2 separate regions of the Mus musculus genome follow, and region 1 is linked to region 2. The links are chromatin contacts, called in public HiChIP or PLAC-seq maps. All regions are on one chromosome and are shown on one strand. The core of a region is the stretch at or near the end of the contact, and the rest is flanking DNA. Distances in the headings are between cores, read along the strand shown. Region 1 has its middle 34 kb from the start of Plac8. Region 2 holds the start of Lin54 (lin-54 homolog (C. elegans)).

The links. HiChIP or PLAC-seq counts read pairs in DNA pulled down with a chosen protein or histone mark.
Region 1: a contact with region 2 is called in an HNF4G HiChIP or PLAC-seq map of pancreatic cancer cells. The contact joins the enhancer-like site here to the promoter of Lin54 in region 2. A contact is called at or near these places in 1 of 484 Hi-C or Micro-C datasets (liver), 1 of 115 datasets of contacts at active chromatin or transcription factors (pancreatic cancer cells) and 3 of 9 other capture datasets (adipose tissue, liver and pancreatic islet).

What each region holds. Positions count from the first base shown.
Region 1 is chr5:100,604,922-100,607,621 of GRCm38.p6, forward strand. No RefSeq gene overlaps it. Among named protein-coding and RNA genes, the nearest start is that of Plac8, 34 kb to the left of the region's middle. Within about 2 kb of position 1,265, at least 79 of the 459 cell types and tissues checked have an H3K27ac peak or open chromatin away from gene starts, as enhancers often do. A contact at or near this core is called in adipose tissue, pancreatic cancer cells and pancreatic islet, where this site is marked.
Region 2 is chr5:100,499,357-100,502,110 of GRCm38.p6, forward strand. Lin54 (lin-54 homolog (C. elegans)) reads right to left here and starts at 1,283. Exons shown (of 13, transcript NM_172714.4): 1 at 1,145-1,283.

The sequences.
Region 1 (2,700 bases), core at 15-2,514, 110 kb after region 2:
GTTGTTGTTTTTTTTTTTTGGTTTTTTGAGACATGGTTTCTCTGTGTAGCCCTGGCTGTCCTGGAACTCACTCTGTAGACCAGGTTAGCCTCAAACTCAGAAATCTGTCTGCCTCTGCCTCCCAAGTGCTGGGATTAAAGGTGTGCCACCAATGCCCAGCTAATCGAGATTATTTTTAAATAATTGTTTAAAGACAAGGGGAAAACTCTGGATTAAAAAAACTCTGCACACTGGACATGATGGTATATGCTTGTAATCGCAGTACTGGGGAAGGTGAAACAAGAGTTTCCCGAGTTTAAGGCTTGGCTGAGTTACATTAAGAACCTGTCTCAAAGCAACAGCAAAAATGGAGTCTGCTTGTGCCAAATGGTTCTTATGCCTGTTACAAGCTACTGTGTTCTAACCTCAGCTCCTACTTATATTGTTTATGGTAGCTGTTGCAGACAGACAAATTTCAAACATTTTCAACCAAGTCATAACTTCCTACAGTATTCCATATAATTAATTTGTATATATATATATATAACTCAAATTATATATATACATATATATGTGTGTGTGTATGTGCGTGTGTGTGTGTATATATATATGTATGTATATATATATATATGTATGTATGTATATGTATATTTTTTCTCAATTATGTGCCAGAGAGTTTTCATTCTCTTACTGGGAAGAAACTATGCTGACATTGACCAGGTGACACCATGAAGAATATGCCATGTGACACAGATCTTTACATAAATAGCCCTGTCCATTTGTCGAGCAAAAGATACTACACTGCTGATTTTATTTAAACATGATCTTATTTGTGACCCCGGGGAAATGATAAGGGGCGAGAGGGACGGATAGACGCCACTTTAATACTCTGTCATAAAAACCCATTTGTACTTTATACCATATAACAGATTCTGAACATGCGTGCTATTTATTAATGGTTTCGAGTGTGCACAGCGCTAATGGATTGTTTGTTCTGAGTTAACCCTTGGCCACTAGCCCAGATGGTCCTGGGAGAGTACGGGGTTGATGTTAGGGGACACTCGCCAGATTCAGATTCAAAATATGCCTGAGTCCAGATGTCCAGGGAATGAGAAAAGACTGTAAGAGAAGAAAAATGAGAGAGAGCCACGCACAAGTCTCTTCTGAGCAGAGGGGAGGTCCAAGATCCAGAAGGACTGTTTCACTGCCTCTCTGTGAAGCATGTGGACAGAGAGAAGAAGGAGGCAGGGCTGCTTGTTACAAAAGCCCAGGCAGACTAAGCTAGCCCGGACAACGATTCCCAGAGCGGACAGACTCTTGAGGACATAGAGAGGCATCAGATACCATGTTAGGGCTCTGAAGGAGGAAAAGCACATATTTTCAGGATGATGAGGCTGTTTATATAGCAAGACCACACATTTTCAGGGGAAATAAAATCACCAGTGTCGTGTCTTTTGCTTGACAAGTGGGCAGGGCTGTTTATGGATGCTTCAAGCATACCCAAAGCAGAAAGAAAGCAGAGTACACAGCCTGCCTGCACACTCAGTCGGCGTCCGTGGCATGTTGCTGGTCTCGTTTCCTTTAAAAATAAAAACGCCTACTTATTGTATGTATATGTATCACTTGTGTGCATGCCTGCTGTAGTACACAAGTGGACATCAGAAGATAATTTACAGACTTGGTTGGCTCTTTTCAGCACAGGGGTTACAGGGACCAAACTCGGGGTCTCAGGCTGGGCAGCCAAAGCCTTTCTGTGCTAAGCCATCTTGCAGGCCCCTTGAGTCTATTTTCTTACACAAGCATTTTATAACCTGTTTGTTCATTTGTTTGTGTTTGAGAGAGGATTTCTCTGTGGAGCCCTGGCTGTCCTGGAACTTGCTCAGTAGACCAGACCACACTTGAACTCAAATTAAAGGCATGTCCCACCACTCCCTGGTTTTATAACTTCGATTAAGTGATATTTTAAAAACATAAAAGTTAAGGAAGATAATGTTTAAAATAGTATTCTTACTGATTTTTTTGAAATTTTTTATTCACTGAAATTTCATTGTATTCACTCCTATTCTTCTTAAAATTTCCAAGACTCACCCCCACGTCCCTATGTTCCAACTTTGTGTTCATTTTTGTTGATTTTAATAAGTTGTGGGGTCTAATTTGCACTACCTTTGTATTCCTGGGTGTGAGACCATCAGTTGGAGCAACTGATGCGACCCCCCAGGAGCCACAGCCTTAATGAAACTGACTCTCTCTCCCCCAGAAACCATCAGCTGTGCATAGCTCACTCCTCAGTTAGGGGAGGGGCTTAGGAGCACTTCCAGCTCTGCTGGAATGTTGACAGACTCACTCTTGGGCAGATAGATCTTCTGTAGGAACCCCAGCTGCTGTGAGCTCATGAGCACAGTGGCCGTGTGGGGTCCAGAAGACAGTTTCACTCCAGTCCTTCCTGACCTCTGGCTCTTCCAATTTTTCTACCCCTCCTCCACCATGGCCCTGAGCCTTGGGGAGGAGGTGTGATATAGATTTCTCGTTTGTGGCTGAGCATCCACAGACACTTCTTTATAGTTTGACCAGTTATAAGTCTCTGTGTTAACCTCCATCCTTTGTGCAAAGAAACTCTATGATGAAATCCAAGAGCTGGGCTAATCTGTTGATACAAATGTAGAGGGCAGTGTGATACTGTGTCCATTTAGCAAACCAGTTCTTGGCCAGATGTGCGGAACC
Region 2 (2,754 bases), core at 33-2,532:
ACTGACTTTAGGATCTAAGTTTCCAAATTAAAAACCATCTGCTGCTGATAACACTTGTTCAATGCAGAGGGGGGAAAAAAACAGCTTGCTTTAGAACAAGATTCCGGAACAACCTATCCATCTCCCACCCCCTTCCAGTTCCTCTCATGGTGTAGTCTAATAAGCACCCAAGAGGGAATAGAAGTAATTAATCATGTAAGGAATTAAGAACATATAAGCTGCAAGGCTTAATAGGACCAGCATCCTCCAAAAGTTAGCTGTTTGACTTCAGAAAGCCTTACTAATTGCCAGTTCAAAAGCTTTATTCTTTATCATTCAGTCATACTATAAGCTCTTAAAGACCTAACAGAAACCAGCAAGCTGAATCTCAGGGTTGTGGACAAGGCTAATCTACTGTCTTAAGTTTCCCTAAGAATAAGGAAGAAGCAGAAGCCATTTCATTTCCCTACCTTGTTTGAATGACACCTCCATATAAAAGTCAGCAGGCTCAGGCTTAGTCAAGGGCTGTCTCCCACCCACTCCCGGCGCGTTTCTACCGAGAGCCCGCTAGAGGCTGAGCGTGGAAGGGGTTCCCAGTTTCTCCATCTTTCAACTTTATTCCCCACCAACAGCCGGGTCCACCGGCACTCGGATGGTTGTTTACCGTTGCTTGACCAGGCTGAGTCCCAGCCCGCTCCCTTCCCCCGTGCACCGCGGGGACACTATGACATTTGGCTGGTGGGCTTCGCGAGGGAAACGGACACACACCCAGAAGAGTCCATACAAAGGGGCGTAGGAAGAACGCGGCGCCGGGCAGCAGCGAAAGGAGGCGCTGGTACGAAATGACACAGCAGCAAAACAGGTTCCCAGAAGCCCGGGGCCGGCAGCCGCTTCCCGGGCCGCGCCGAGAGCCTGTCAACAGCCGCCCAGCCCTTCCTCCCGAGCGCGGGGCGGGCGGCGCCGGCCCGCCGACTGACAGCCGCGCTCTCCGGCGCCCGCCGCTCGCGCCGCGCCCCGACAACCCTCGGTCCGCCGCGGCCCACCGGCCCACCGCCCGGCTGCCCGGAGCCGCCGCCGCGCTCTCCGCCCGCGCGCCGCTCGCCCCGAGCGCGGGCCCGGCGCCGGTCCCCGCCGCTCAGCCCGGGTCTCCGGAGCTGACACTCACCCGAGCCGGCGGCGCCGCCTCCTTCTCGCGCCGCGCTCCCCGGGCTCCCAGCAGCCGCGGCGGCGGCGCCTCCGAAACACAGACCCGGGTTTGTTCAAAATCACGCCCAGCGCCATTCCACCGCCGCATCCCATAATACGCCGGGCCGCCCCGCCCCGCCCGCGCGCCGCCCCGCCCCCGCCGGCGGCCCGAGCCCCGCCCCTTCCGCGCCCCTGCTCCGCCCCCTGGCAACCCGAGTCGCGTCTTTGCGCAGGGCTGGGGGAGCGCTCTGGGGTTCCACGTGACTGCTCCTGGGGCCTCCGTCAAAGGGAAGGCGGGGAACTCCAAGTGGGTTCGTGCTTCTGGCTTTGTGACTAAACCTCGGTCAGTGCGGTTTCCAGCGCGCCCCCGCTTGGTGATGCGCCTGAGTGAAGAGAGAGTCCGCATCCTTTCTCAAATGTTAATAAATCTGTTGGGGTTTAGACGTGAACGTTGCAAGGGGCTCCTAAAAGCTCCTGAGAGAGCACGCAGAGTTACCTTGAAAGGGAGTTTTTGATAATTTGTCTTGCAACACACCTTATACTGATACATATGGATTCTTTGCATTCAGTCATCTCATTTCCTGGGATATTTATAAATCCAAGAAATAAAAAATATATATTAAATTTTAAAAAGGCCTTACAACGTGAAACTACCTGGGGAACCACACGAAGGAGGCGGGAGATAAGTTAAAGGTATCGCTTTCCAACCAAGTATTCCTGGGGGTACTGTGGGGGCATCACTAGAAGAAAAAAGGCAGAGAGACTGAGGCCCCAAATTTAGATAACCCCCACCTCCACACCTCACCTTGGTAGAAAAATTCTGAGTTCCTTCCACCAAGCTGACACAGTTCTGATACCACTACTACAAAACAGGACCTAAGGAATAAGGGCAACATTTCCGGGTTTACTGTGGATTTTTTACAACGACTAAAATGACTAGTACAATCTTATCAGTGTCAGCAATCTGGTCAAAACAACTCACACCATGACATAGCGTTTAATGTATGTGGAGAATGACAGTTTTACATTAGTGAATATAAGAACTGTGGTATCCAGTGATGCATTATATAACACTCAACAACTGTGCTGAATATTATAATTCTTAGAAGGAACTGGACAGATGTCTCCGTGCTTAGGACCATGGTTAGGACCCGGTACCGTTCCTATAAAGGACCTAAGTTCAGCTCCCAGCACCCACACCAGGTGACTTACAAGGCCTGTAACTCCAGTTTCAGGGAATCCAACATCCTCTTCACGACTCTGAGGGCACAAACAAATACACAGATATGCATGAAAATAAAATCTTAAAAATAAATACAATTCATATAAAATCAAGAATAAAATAAAGCTTTTAGCTGGGCAGGGTGGCCCACCTCCATATTCTAGCTTTTTAAAGGCTGAAGCAAGAAGAAGATTGGGAGTTTGAGCCCAGCACTCAGCCTGCATCTTTCAGTAAGACACATACACACACACACACTGTTTCCTTCTTTTCCTTGAATCAAGATTCCAGGACGACCAGGGCTACACAAAGAAACTTGTCTCAGAAAAAATAATAAAATAAAATAAAAAAACAAACAAACAAAAAAGCAG